2 separate regions of the Mus musculus genome follow, and region 2 is linked to region 1. A link is a contact called in public Hi-C data. All regions are on one chromosome and are shown on one strand. The core of a region is the stretch at or near the end of the contact, and the rest is flanking DNA. Distances in the headings are between cores, read along the strand shown. Region 1 overlaps Adamts2 (a disintegrin-like and metallopeptidase (reprolysin type) with thrombospondin type 1 motif, 2). Region 2 holds the start of Zfp354c (zinc finger protein 354C).

The links. Hi-C and Micro-C count contacts between places; a contact is called where the count stands out from the background.
Region 2: a Hi-C map of cerebral cortex shows a contact between it and region 1, with 2.9 times the contacts expected there. The contact joins the promoter of Zfp354c here to the enhancer-like site in region 1. A contact is called at or near these places in 1 of 15 datasets of contacts at CTCF or cohesin (CD8 T cells), 1 of 484 Hi-C or Micro-C datasets (cerebral cortex), 1 of 115 datasets of contacts at active chromatin or transcription factors (embryonic stem cells) and 2 of 9 other capture datasets (adipose tissue and pancreatic islet).

Annotation. Positions count from the first base shown.
Region 1 is chr11:50,765,409-50,772,727 of GRCm38.p6, reverse strand. All of the region lies in intron 5 of Adamts2 (a disintegrin-like and metallopeptidase (reprolysin type) with thrombospondin type 1 motif, 2), which reads right to left. Among named protein-coding and RNA genes, the nearest start is that of Zfp354c, 59 kb to the left of the region's middle. Within about 2 kb of position 3,392, at least 67 of the 459 cell types and tissues checked have an H3K27ac peak or open chromatin away from gene starts, as enhancers often do. A contact at or near this core is called in adipose tissue and cerebral cortex, where this site is marked.
Region 2 is chr11:50,824,614-50,831,932 of GRCm38.p6, reverse strand. Zfp354c (zinc finger protein 354C) reads left to right here and starts at 4,202. Exons shown (of 5, transcript NM_013922.4): 1 at 4,202-4,354; 2 at 5,423-5,507. The coding sequence starts at 5,475. It also overlaps a transcript of Zfp879 not described here.

The sequences.
Region 1 (7,319 bases), core at 2,143-4,642:
TGTTTATGAGGCAGGCAATTCTGAGGTGGTCACTGTCACTTGCATCCAAAAGAATTCGGAGCAACACACTTCTTTTTGCGAGAACCATGATCACTCTAGGCAAGGGCAATGGCTGGCTGGTAAAAGATAGCAGTTAGCTGATTGTCATGGCCTCAATCAGCCTGGGAAAAGAATCCCAGCCAAGTCTTGGAAGAGACTGAAGAGTTCAGCCAGAAATATACAGTCAGGCATTGGGACCTGGAGAGGAATAGGACTGGGGGCAGGAGCCAGGTTGATGCAGGGTAAGAACAAATGGGTCAATACTATGCAGACAGAACCCCTCCCCCACCCGCAAGAGGTTCTGTGAAGAGGTTGAAAACTCAGGTATCTTTAGGGGTTGTGTCCACTGAACACTAACCCATGGCTGGCATTTAAATTCCAAGGCCCAGACTTTCCAGAGCTGACTTCTTGGATGGGTCTAATGTTAAATGTAAAGTGTACAAAGCTTGGTGGGTACAGTGTCAGACCAGCACAGCAAAAAAAAAAAAAAAAACAAAAAAAAAAAAACAAAAAAAAAACAAAAAAAAACCCACCTGGGTTCAATTCCCAAGCACCCCCCAAACCAATAGTACAAGTAAGCATTGAGGAAAACAGCTTTAACATACAACAAAACTCCATCCCACTCCCCAAATCAATCAACTAAGAACTTCTGAATAAAGGCAGTTCCTAAAGTGGACACCGCCCCTCCCCCCCACCTTGTAGACAGGGGCCAAAACCGCAGGTGGACGGAACACCCCCACTGCTTTGCAGAATGGTCCCTGCTGGTTCTCTCCTCCCCCCAAGACGCTGGGCTCCAGTCCTGAGACTCTCTTGGCAGACAAGGTGATTTCACTGCCACGGCAGGATAATTTATTGAAATATTGATCTGTGTTTTTGTTCTTGCTTTGTTTTCTTCTCTGCCTGTTCCAAGAAAGCAGGCTGCTACAGCGTTCCCCAGCCTCAAGGGGTTTGTGCTATGGGAACAGAGCTCAAGGGGTCTAGGTTCTGCTTCCTAGCTTTGGAATCCCAAGAAAGGTCTCTAGAGAGCAGGGAAGAGAGACAGACTTGGGGAACACTGCCCCAGATAGGAGCCGCACTACAGAGGAGGACTCCAGGAAGATAGAACTTCAGAAAACAGTATCCATGTGCTGTGCCCTTGTAAGCCTTGATATGCATGCAGGCACCCCAAGAATTAGAGCATTCAGGGTTCTCAAGTGACAAGATGTAGGTGGTGCATATATGGTCATCCCTTAATGTCTGCTGCGGGAGTGATTTTAGTACTCCAATGAAGACATCAGTAAAGGCTCAAGTCTCTTCTATTAAAGGATACAGCATTTGCTGCATCCCCACATCTCTTTCTGTATCCTTTACATAAACTCTAAATGACTTATACCATGTACCGCAGTGTAAGTGTGGAGCACATAGTTGCTATACTGATTGTTTAGGGAATAACAACAAGATAAAAGCCTGCATATGTTCAATACAGATGTCCTGCTTCCTCCTGATTATCCTCCATCTGTAGTTGGTGCAATTGGCAGAAGCCAAGCTGTGGGTGTGGAGAACCAACTGTATTTTCTCCCAACCTTTTCAAGGTCTGGCCTATCTCAAGCAGGCACTGAGGACCCAAGGGGAAGTGTTCTTTGTTCTTACTAGGTCTGGAACATTCTAGGGGGTCCCAGAGTGCCCTGTCCAAAGGATGGTCTGTGACAAGGCATCAATATTGTATCCAGGGCTAAGGACAGGGCACATATGCATTTTAGAAAGAGCAGATTCTTATGGGGGGGAGCAGTCAGGAAGGGGAAGTAAGTGTGGCTCACTGCACTGTTAAAGGGTCAACATCTGGTGGGCGACAGGAGATGTCAGGGCCAGGGGGTGTGGACATGGGCAGAGGATGTGTGGGGAGTGCCTCACGACTTAACAGGGAGGGTGTGCGATCTGGTCACGGTGCTGTGGCGAATCTATCTTGAAGATGGTCTTTTCTGTATAGTTTGTTCACCTGGTGAAATCTCCAGGGAGTGCCTGCTTCCTGATTCCAAGGAACAGGATCCACCACTAAATGTATATACAATTGGTCGCCTTCAGGCCAAGAGGCAACCTTGGGGCCCAAGCTAAGCCACCCAAGCTAAGCTAATAGAATCGAGGCTTAAAGGGCTGAAAAGCAGCTGATGTGCCTTAGAAGCACAAAGAAGTTTCTGTCTCTTTCCCCATGCCCTTTTCCCTCACCCTCCATACTTTCCACTTGGGACCCACAAGCTGTCTTTCCCCACATGACCTTAAAAGACTCCTCCCAAGGGTCTGGAGAGATGGATCAGTGCTCAAGAGTGCATACTGCTCTTGCAGAGGACCTGTAGCCCCAGCTCCAGCTCAGAGGACCTTCCCTACTCTCATGCACATAACCATGCCTACTGACCTCCACACATGCACACATTATTTAAACACCTTTTAAAGAGCTTAGCTTGAGGCAGAGATATCTAGGACAACTGAACATGTCTAGGCCCTTGGAGAGAGACCCAAGCTGGCTGTGGGCTCCCACAGGGCCATATCTAGATACACTGCTTGTTAGACAGGGTCGAGGCTGTCCCTGTGCTGTTCAATGAGCATTCATGATGATCACAAATGGGATGAATTAATGAATGAACAAAAATCAAATATACACACGCTGGAGAGTCACGCTGGGCCAGGGAGGGCCTAGAGGCTGCAGGAACATTCCTAGGAACTCATGGAAAAGCATCACCAGCAGGGACAAGCCCAAATGCTGATGGCAACAGCCAAATTCTTGGCTCTTTGAGAACAAGCCTCTGCATACGTCTCATTTAAAATTCAAAACTGCCTAGGACATAAGCACTGTCATTATCCTAATTCCCAGATAAGAAACTTCACCTCTTGCCATTAAAGTCGTTGACTCCAAATCCTGAGGTGGAGGTGGACGTCATACAAAGGTTAGGAGGAAGTTTGGCTGGAAGTAGGTCTACTTCTAGACAGAAGGCAAAGGAAGGGCGGGCTATGGAAATAACCACCAGGTGGCGCTGCTGCTACAAGAATGCAATGCCAAGATCCTGAGGGAGGTCGGCAGGCTAAGGAACACAGCTCCTCCAGGCTGGGCGGCAGATCTGACTTGCAGCCGGGCAATGGTAGCCCTCTAGACACCAGACAGATTCTGGGGTCTCACCCTAAACAAACCAATTAAGGCTTGTGCAGAGAGCTGTATTCCAACCGCTGCTCTCTTGACACTTGACTGTTTACTGTGGAATGCGCTGAATTATTTATGTTCTTCCCTCCTTCGGTCAAGGAGACAGAAAAAACGGGATCTGCTGTTTGGAGGCCAGTCTCCATGCCTGCCAACAGGAAGGCTCTGCAGGCTGGGCGCCACCACGTGGTGTCTGTGAGCACACACCCAATCCCAGGGCCACGGACAGGGAGCTGGAGGTGTGGGGTACAGGGTGCACTACTGTTCTTGGACACTTTCAGTCCCTTTCTGGGCTCCTCTGACCCAAAGTGTTTGGGTCCAACCTGAGTACCCAGCTTAGGGCTCAGGAACTTTGACCTGTGACTGTTTGGGCAGGACATCCAGTTTGCAATAGTTATTGTTAACACCCATCTGAGAATCTATAATCCCCTGGGAGATTTGAGCGTGCCTGTAAGGGATTGTATTGATTCTGTTAACTGAGGTGAGAAGACACACCCACCATGGTGGCGCCATTTGCTGACTGGAAGCCTGGGGAGGACAGAACTGAACAGAGCTAAGGATAGGTTGTTCTTTGGTTTGACGGATAATGTGACATGACCAGCTACCTCAAGCTCTTGCCACTGTGGCTTTTCCCTCCATAATGGACTGTAACCTGGAGCTATAAACGGATATAAACCCTTCCCTTAAGAAAGCAAGACACAGTCCATACCCACAAGTCTTTTTCCTTGTCTACTCTGGCAGTGACCATGTGGCCCACTCTAGTGCCAGTGGTTCAGGCTGCAAGGAGACCTGGCTTCAGCTGGTACCAAACCCATCCCAGAATGCCCTGGCCCTGGGAGACCTCAGGCTAGCCCACCAGGCAGGAATTAAGAAAGCACACACAGGGCTGAGATTCAGGCTGTGTAGAGCTCTCTTCTCAGCTTCAGTATTGCTGACCTTTGGGGCCAGTTAACTGTGTGTGTGTGTGTGTGTGTGTGTGTGTGTGTGTGTGTGTGTGTGTCCTGAGCATCTCCCAAATTATAACAGTGAAAGTGTCTCTAAACATCAACCCGAGTCCGTGAGTGTGGGCATAAAGTTGTAGAACCATCGGTTGGGAGCATTGGACATAGGGGGAATGGCACAGGGGAGCCAGGCTCAGCTCACCCAAGATCTGTGCTCTCTAGCCTGACAGAATGACAGCAACTGGCTCATCCTCTAGGGACAAAGTGGCTGTCATGTATGACTTTTGGTAGATCACTCACCCCGTGGAGCCACGTTTTCACTGTCATATGGAGATGGTGACAGTGACTATGGGTGCCCCCTTATCATCAGGGGATGCCTGTCAGTCCCATGACAGGATGCCTGAGACAGTGAGCTGAGCAAGGCTCTGAGGACACTATGACGCGTCCTCCCAGGCAACATCACCAAGACGGAGTGATTAAAACATACACGGCTTTGACGGTTATGTGACTGTACTCTCCTCCTTGGGGAGAAATACCGCTGGACCACAGGGCCTGGAATCCCCGAAGGAGGTATAAATAAAGTCATCTGACTCCCAGCGAAGGGAGCCTGAAAGCCAGGTGGGGGTGGGGGTGGGGGCTTCAGACAGTGAAGAGTCAGCAGTCCGTCTGATCTCCGTGACTGCAGTCATTCCTGTCAAGCACTGGGGTCCCTCAGACTTCCTCTTGCTCAGAAAACAAGATTCTGCCATGTTAAGTAAGTCATCCAAGGTCCCACACGTACCCCTGGGCTGGCATGAATGCCAGGACCAGGGCCCACCATCTCTGATGGCTTCAAAACAAGTTCTGCTCTATCTAGCCTGACTGCCTGCAGCCTCGGGGACTCCCCAAGGCTGGTGTCTTCTGTTCCCATCTGTGGCATGCAAGGTGATGTGGGTGGCTCAGAAGTCATGGTACAGGTGCCTTCTAGACCCGCCAGGGGAAAGCAGGCAAGAAGGTATACCCATCGAAGAAAACCAAGCTACTAGAACAGGATTCAGTGTTAAATAAGAACTCCTGACATGGTCTAAAAATTAGACTTTATATCTTGGAACCTAATTTCTAATACAATAGTATTAAGATGTGGAACCCTAGAAAGTTATCAGGTCAGTAGGACAAAGGTCCCTGAACTAGAGTGGCTCTCATATAGCTCTGAGACCTGTCCCATCCACCACTCATGAGCATGAAGCTACCTGTGAGGACTCCAGATCTCCTGACATTCAGACTTTGGACTTTCTGGCCTTCAGAACTATGAGCAATAAACTGTCATTTATTAAGTATCAACCTAAGGTAGACTCATTAGACCAGATCAAAAGGACAGAGGCGCCCTCCGGTGGTAGCGTCCAGCATTAGCACTGTCTCATCTATTCTAGACCTAATGGCTCTGGTGAGGAGGTGTGCCTAGGATGGCTGGCGACAGGTAATTATGCCAGGGGGTCTTTCCCAGACTAAAGTATAGACTGAGCTTGGCCCCTAGGGTCTTTGATTCAAGGCTATCTGAAAGAAGGCTCTCTCCCATCCATCCCAGGATCCTCTCTGCTCTTTCTACAGTGGGACACATGGCAAAACCACAACGGTGTTGGCCCAAGGCTTTAGCCTGCAGACTCCTTTCCTCCCAGCATGTCTCCGCCTTCTACTAATAGACCAGGAACGTCTGACCTTTCACCCAAATGCTGACAAATTTCAACAAGCAGAGCACACCCTGTCTCAAGCTAGCCTTCACAAGATACCTTATGTCCTCGGAATGTCCCCAAATCTCTCATCTCCATTTCCTTTGATTTCCATCATCCAAGGAAATATTTAAAATGAGAACACTCGAGTAGCTTTGGTTCCTTCTCAAAAAAAAAAAAAATCAATTGAAAAGCCAGTTGCTATGCAACCCACGAGTGCGGCTGATGCTCGGCTCCCTGGCTGGTGGCATATTGTATAAAATAAGATAATCTCTTTTCTTCTGCTTCATATATATATATATATATATATATATATATATATATATATATATATATATATATATATATATATAAAGAAATGGAGAAAAATGTTGTTTTAGGAAGAGCTTGAGATGACTCGGAGGCCTCCCGTGAGCTCGAGATAAACAGCATACCTCTCATGTAAGGTTGCCAATTTTGCCCCCACTGGAGCCTAATGGGACCTGGAGATGAGGCAGGGAGGGACTAGGGGGTGGGAGCTGATACAGTGACAACTAGGGATGCATAGTAGGAGCTATGGGTCTGTGCCACTTTTTGCCAAAGACTAAGTCATAGTTTTATAGGCCCTAGAGTGCACCCTGACTGTGGTAAGCACAGCTTAGGACTTCCTGGCTCCAGCCACCTTGGTTTTACAGGGCTTAAACTCTCTCAGAGATGAGGTCGCATTCCTTGTATTAGTCACCAGTCCCGTTTCTGTGACAAACTGCCTGACAAAGTCAACTTAAAGGACGAGGGGCCTCTCTTGGCTCTCAGTTCAAGGGCAGGAATAGGAGGTGGCTGGTCACATGACAGACACCCACCACCAGGAAGCTCGGTTGGCTTTCTCCCTGTTCTTCAACCCAGGACCCCAGCCTACATATGGTGCCGTCCACATTCAGGGTGGCTCTTCCAGCCACAGTTAACCAGAGACTTGTTTCCACAGTGAGTCCAGATCCTATCCCGCTGACAACCAAGCTTTACCATCACAGACCCAGTAGGAACCCAGAGGTAGCATGCTGAGTACCTTCCCAGAATTCACCTGTCCCATCCCCACAGCCCCATCTAGTCCCTCTCCCAACCCCCAGCTTTGCTTTCTCCATTACTGAGGCTATGTAGGGTGTGGAGGTGGCAGTAGACGCTGAGCCTCTCAGCCCTCAGATCTCTGCCTGGCCACTGTGCCCAAGGTCTGCCTCACCTCATTGTGTAGCTTCATGGTGCTGGCATCTTATCTGTCACTTGACAAGGAACAGCTGTACAGCTCTCGTTCCTGTACACCCCAGAATGTACTCAGGAGGCCAGGGCGCCTGAGCTCAGAGTACATCTTGTACAAACATGGCACTCTTTGGAGACCCTGACACAGAACCTCATCTCCGGAGCTATGCAAGGTAGTCTGTGACCTGTGGCCATGGGTGCCTTCCACACAAGAGAAGTGAAGAAATGAGGAACTTT
Region 2 (7,319 bases), core at 2,953-5,452, 58 kb before region 1:
AGAAATCCGCCTGCCTCTGCCTCCTGAGTGCTGGGATTAAAGGCGTGCACCACCACGCCTGGCTGCTTGTTTATTGTTAACAATTTTGGTTCATTTTTCCTTTCTCTATTGCTGGATTTTCTTGGGCCTGCCAGCAACATGAAGACTTCCAGTATAATTTAAAGCTCAGGCCTTTTGCTGGGGCAGTCCCCCAGATGCAGCTTAAACTTAACTCAAATGTACTAGCCTGAGACTGGCCACAAGCCTAGTTCTTTGCCCCCATCTCTCTCCAGTCTCTGTTCTTTTCCGTGTCCACTTCTGAATCTCTCCCTTCTTGCCTCCCCTGTGTTAGCCCCAGCTATTGGCCATTAGATCTTTAACACAACCAATTTTTTAAGTTGTTTTAGGCAGGCTAGGAAGGGCAAACATTTACAATGTAGAATTCTAGTGATGGGCATAAAAATGACAATACCAAAATCCTGCCAGCACTTAGTTGTCTGCCTGTACAAAATTAACAGTTGAAAACACAGAGACACGCCTCAATACAATTTGAGGAAGGTCAGCCCAACAAATTCACTAAGCTGAGAAGAAAACCACCCTGAGTATGTAGGTGTATTATTTCTTGAATTGTCTTCCCACAATTTACCACCTCTGGTTCAGACCCAAAGGCACTCTAAGGCACAAAATGCCTGCCGTCTCCACTTGCTTTTCTCAGAGAGCAATTGCCTTTGCTGTATTAAATTGTGAGGTGAGGTTCCTTGGACAAATGCATTTCAGATTTTATTTTTACACACACACACACACACACACACACACACACACACACACACACACTCACACACACACACGCTTACACACACACGCTCATTCACACACACACACATGCACACATACTCACACACAACACACACACACTCTCACACACACTGACACACACACACACACGCTCACACACACACACACACACACACACAGTTTGTTAGAAATGAGAAATTACTTCACAGTGTAGCACGGTGCTCCCTGTAGCAGATGTGCTCTGTTTATATAGACTTCTCGAGTCAGCTTCTTAAGCCTATGACATTTCTAGAGCTTCCTGAGCCGCGAGAGCCTCTTTTTTCCCTGTTCCCATTCCAGGTAAGCTCAAAGCACATAACAGCACCCTCTCCACTCTTCTCTTCTGCAACCTTCCCTGTGCCTTAGAGCCATACAGATGTCTGTCTGATTGTTGTCTTCCATTCATGGCTTGAGGCTCAGTATACCACAGCAACATTCAGTATTCTTAGTGCCATGACAAACTGTGACCCACAACTACCTCCCACTGGGGAGGGGTGTTTCCCAGGTCAGGAGAAATTGCAATCCCATGGTTAAAACAGTTCTCTACATAGTGAGAATTTTTGTTTCTTTTAAAACATAGTACTGTTTTGGGAATATGTTTTTTTTTTTTTTTAATCCCAGGTGTGGGGCTGCTTCAGACTGTCCACAGCAGCTGACATGATTTGCCTCATGCTCTGGCAGGGTACATGATTCTTCCAGCTGCAGATAGTTTCTGCAAGTGTATGGCGGTTGGAATTCTGAGGACTCTTAAGAGAGTATATAAATACAAGAGCCCCTGAGAGAGATGTGGCAGCTCACCCCTCTCCTGCTGTTTGCATTGCTGGTTTCTGGTTGGCGATATCCTGACTACAAAGATCAAAATTGCCCCCAAGGAGTTCAAAGGTCCTCATCAGCAGGAAGTAGTCTAATGACATCATCACCCCCTCTCCCTCTATCCTTTCTCTCCTACCTAGTGTTGGGGGTTTGGAGGGGATAAGGGTGGGGAAGGTAAGAGAAAAAAAGAACGCACAAAGAAGCCAAAAGTCAGGTTATAGTACCACTCTTGCGAAAGGCCCTGGTTCAATTCCCAGCACTCATGTTGGGTGATTTCTAACTTGCTGTAACTTCAGCTCCAGGGCATGAAAGCTTTTGGCTTTCATGGACATCTAAACTCATATGAGAGTATACACACTTAAAAAAAAAGTTTTCTCCCACAACCAATGTTAATAGCTGCGGTTTTCTATTCCCATAATCTCAAATGGTTCGAAGGTATGTAGTACCTATTAAACAAAATAACAGCAGTAGTTTCCCTTACTGGGGACTAGGATCTCCCCAGCCACAGGTTTTGCCCTGGAAAATAGAAGTTTTCTCCAGTGAAACAGGCTTTAAATGAAAATGGACAATCCTGGCTGTACCCATACTATGTTCGTAGCTGAACAAGAATATTGGCATCGGCTCTACCCCAGGAGCCTGCACAGCTGCTTTTGAGCACTTTGACAATGAGCTAGCACATGGAGATATCTTCCAGCTCAGGCCAAGCCTGAATTCTCCATGCTCCTGCAACGAAAGAACGTGACATCTCCAGCAACAGGAACTCTCATTTAGTTCTGGAAACAAACAAAAACAACAACAAAACCAGAAACAATTGCTTTTGTAGGGTAAGAGGGCCTCTATGGCCAGTGATACTGATAGAGGCAACACATACCTGAAACTGGGATTTTTTTTTCACTCAACAGACTGTGGCTTCTGAGAGAGCCTCGGTTTAGCAATGAAGGGCTATTTAAACACCTTCACTGCTGAGTTTTTGTTGTTCTTTAGGCTGACTTCCCAGATCAGAAATATAAACTTGAGAGAGTTAAGGTTATGTTTTTCTTTTAAACAAACAAACAAAACAAAACAACGAAACCCTAGAGGTTAGAGGTAGGCAGGATCTCTGAAGGTCCATTGCTGTCCCAACCAAATGGAAATTGATTTTAGGATTCAGCAGCTAGCTGGATTTAAAAAAAAAAAATCAAAAGGCATTCAATCAATTACTTTTATTTTTTAATCCTCCTGCTTTCTGAAGCCATCCTGGGATGCACATCAAGGCCCATGTCACATTGTTTTCTGTGTATTGTATACAGTAAAAATAAACTACAATGTGTTTAGCAAATTGTATCTTATATCTTGGGTATCCTAGGTTTGGGGCTAATATCCACTTATCAGTGAGTACATATTGTGTGAGTTCCTTTATGAATGTGTTACCTCACTCAGGATGATGCCCTCCAGGTCCATCCATTTGGCTAGGAATTTCATAAATTCATTCTTTTTAATAGCTGAGTAGTACTCCATTGTGTAGATGTACCACATTTTCTGTATCCATTCCTCTGTTGAGGGGCATCTGGGTTCTTTCCAGCTTCTGGCTATTATAAATAAGGCTGCTATGAACATAGTGGAGCATGTGTCCTTCTTACCAGTTGGGGCGTGGACACTATGCCCCCCCTTAGAATTGGGAACAAAACACCCATGGAAGGAGTTACAAAGACAAAGTTTGGAGCTGAGATGAAAGGATGGACCATGTAGAGACTGCCATATCCAGGGATCCACCCCATAATCAGCATCCAAACGCTGACACCATTGCATATACTAGCAAGATTTTATCGAAAGGACCCAGATGTAGCTGTCTCTTGTGAGACTATGCCGGGGCCTAGCAAACACAGAAGTGGATGCTCACAGTCAGATAATGGATGGATCACAGGGCTCCCAATGGAGGAGCTAGAGAAAGTACCCAAGGAGCTAAAGGGATCTGCAACCCTATATGTGGAACAACATTATGAACTAACCAGTACCCCGGAGCTCTTGACTCTAGCTGCATATGTATCAAAAGATGGCCTAGTTGGCCATCACTGGAAAGAGAGGCCCATTGGACACGCAAACTTTATATGCCCCAGTACGGGGGAACGCCAGGGCCAAAAAGGGGGAGTGGGTGGGTAGGGGAGTGGGGGTGGGTGGGTATGGGGGACTTTTGGTATAGCATTGGAAATGTAAATGAGCTAAATACCTAATAAAAAATGTAAAAAAAATAAACTACAATGATTAGTGATGTGGGCTAGGGTTCTCCTAGAGTTTTGTTTTGTTTTACTTTTTTTGGTTTTAGTCTCGCTATGTAGTCCTGGCTGTCCACATGTAGTCAGTCAGGCTGGCCTGGTACCTATGGGTACCTCGCTCCTAAACCCTAAATTCCACTTTTGTCCTGTCACATCACTTCACCCTCCTAGCAAACAAGTCTGAGGGACTGACTGAGAGAGCAGGGACAGGCTTGCTGGATTTGCAGTGCAACACGACCCGACTCAGCTTTCAGAACGCGCCTGGCCCCGGTGCCTTCTGGGAGGTGTAGTCAGAAAAGACCTCAGGCATGCCGGGAGTAGTAGTTCTCTGGGGCTTCTCCCGGTGGCGGGGCTGCTCGCGGCGTTTTGGGGGGCTCCTGGTGGAGGTGATCCTGACTGTGCTAGGAGAGAGCGTCTGGGGCCGACATCCTCGAGACTGCTCGTGCTGAGAGTGGTGGGAGCGAGCGCCGGCGTCCGTGAGTGGGGTGAAGAGGGGCGACCGGGGCGTAGCGGGCGGTGGGCTTCCCGGCGAGCCCGGCGCGGCCTGGCGACTGCTCTGCGGCCTCAGGCTCGGGGATCTTTCTGCGGGTTTGGCCCTCCACGAAGCGTGGCTGGGACCAAACTGCGGATCCAGAGGCCTGTGCATCTTCTGTAGCATCTTAGCTATGCAGATCATAAAATCAACAGCCGATACCTAGCAGTCTAATCTAACTTAATGAATTAGCGCATCTAATAGCAAGTTACAGGCCCCTTGGCCCTTCATTGTGCCTATGGTGCAGAAGAAGAAACCAAGGCACATTGTGGCCCGAGAGTTCTCTGAGTCTTGATCGGAGCCTTAGACTGAAAGCAGAATTTCCTTCCCATTTGTGATGCTTGCTGTCTTGTCACTTTGGGCAGGCTGTGAACCTCCTGGCTGTCCACCTCAGCCACGTCGACAGCACAGCCCCACCTCTGCTGCACAGAGGACTGGTTCCAGGAATTCCCAAACAGCCAACACTTAAGTTCTTGCGGTAGACAGACACAGCATTTGCAGAGAGCTTGGACACATTATCCTTTGTACTTTAAATCAGTCCTGCCCAACCTTTTGACATTGCCACGAATCTTGTACAAGGTGCTAAAGGGTCTGTAGGTGGGTGTGGAGGGATCAGTGTAAGAAAGAAGAAGAGTGATTAATATACAGAAGGGATGTAGTTTTGGCAGGTTGGCTTTGTCAGTGTTCCTGTCATTTGGTACCATTATGGGTGGGTTTTAAAACTTAATTTATTTTCATGTGTGTATGTTTGTGTCTGTTTGTGTGTCTGTGCCCATGAGCACACAGTACCTAAGGAAGCCAGAGAGGATGTTGGATCCCCTGTAGTTACAAGTAGCTGTGGATAGCCCAATGTGGGTGCTGATAATCAAACTTCTTTGCGAACAAGGGAAGTGCTTTTAATCACACAGCCACTTCTCCAGACCCCTTTGTGGGTGGCTTTACCCTCCTGGCTCCAAGCCTTCCCTTTGTACCAGAATTCCTTACTACACCTTTTTTTTTTTTTTCTTCCCAGGCATATTTGGTCAGCACTCGGCTCTCCTTTGGCAGAAAAACTAAGAAGGGAAATGGCTGTGGATTTGCTGGCTGCCCGAGGCACAGTAAGTGAAGCTTGTCTTTGCATAAATTGCTTTCTGACTCAGATGTGGATGTGTTTCCATTTTCTGCCCCTGCCAATTTTTTCCCTTGCAAAATTAGCATTTAACAGGGGTATGCAAACTCCAGTTTGAAGCTGACCTGCAAAGAAAAGATACAAAAGCCTCCCTCCTCACACTTATCAAAGGATTCTGCCAGGCCCAGCACAGATGATAGCCACCACCTCATAAGACCTCCCAGGTGCTTTCTTTTTTTATACAGGGAGTCCTTCAGATGGAGTGCCTACCCCATTGTGTTAGCCAAAGACAGAGCTGTGAAGGTCTCCCTACCATTGGATCTCTCCTCTGGCTCAATCCCAGAATTCTCTCTTCTCCCTCATGTCCCATTTCCTAATTTCCTGCCTAAACCAAAGGCTTATTTATTATTTATTTTTTAAATTATTTCTATTTTTTATTTTATGTTATTTATTATATTATATTTTATTTATTATTATTATTATTTATTATCAACAGGTACCACATCCATACAGACATAAAACATAATTTAAAATATCTTCTGTGGCCTTCAGTTGCCAGGGAAATTTGGCCCTTTCTTTTGGGTTCTTAACTTCATTAATAAAAGAACCTAGACATGTACTCAGAAGCTTGAAGAAAATGTTATTAGAGGCTGAGAAAAATAACAGTTCAGGCAAGCAGTAAGTCTTGGCAGCTGCCAGGAGGAGTGAGATAGGAACAAGAAAGGCAGGTTCAGCAACGGAGATCAGCAGGCTCCTGATGGGCAAACTGTACATGTTAGGCCTGGTTCTTCCTCCCAGACCCATGCTCTCAGAAGTAAGACTGAGACTCAAAATATAGTTACACATACCTTGGCCATGTAGCTAGGCTCTGCTCTGAATAGATCATAACTAAAATAACCCAATTATTTTAACCTACGTTCTGCCACCTGGCTGGTTACCTGTGCTCAGGTACCATGTGTCTGTCTCCTCACATCTTTCCAAGTGGATCTCTCACCTGGCACTGTCCCAGAACTCTCTCCTCCCAGATGTTACACTTCCTATGTCCTGCCTAAGCCATAAGCCGTCAGATTTATTATTGACAGGTACTACATCCCACAGCAGACAGTTGTGTGGTGGGGGAAGTAGCTTTTGAGAATGGGTGAGAAACCCCAGAATGCCAAGGAAACCATGTTTAGGATTTTGGCCAAAAAGAAAAAAAGATAAATAAAAAGAAAAGTTACAGTTTTTGGAATAACTGAAAGTTGGGCAAGCTCCAAGGTGGCACTGCCCAAAGGCTTCTGGGAAGGCCGAGCACATTATTTCATTAAGGGATAATCACTCCTCCTTGTCTTTAGCCTGTCTTCAAGTGAACCAGAGTTTGGCGGTGAGAAGGTGGATAGAGGCAAACTCTGGCCAGGTGATTGACAGGCCCAGCTTAATTACCTCTTTAATTCTTTTGGAAAAACAATTATTTTTTTTATGTGTATGGATGTTTTGCCTGCATGTATGTCTGTGCACCATGTTGCCAGTTGCCCGTGAAGGCCAGAAGAGTTTGCCATATTCCCCTGGAACTGGAGTTATATATGGTTGTGAGACACTGTAGGTGCTGCGAATTGAAACTGGATCCTCTGAAAGAGCAGCCAGTGCTCTTTACCACTGAACCATCTCCCCAGCTCCTGGATTAACTTTTAAGGGAAGGACACAGTAGTTTGTAAAGTTCAGGCTGGCTTAGACTTGTCCCAGGGCTAGAAGTGGAGCGTGCATTCTCTTCACCAGAAGAAGGAATCTATTAATGAGCCTTAGTAAGGCCAGAGTATTCCCC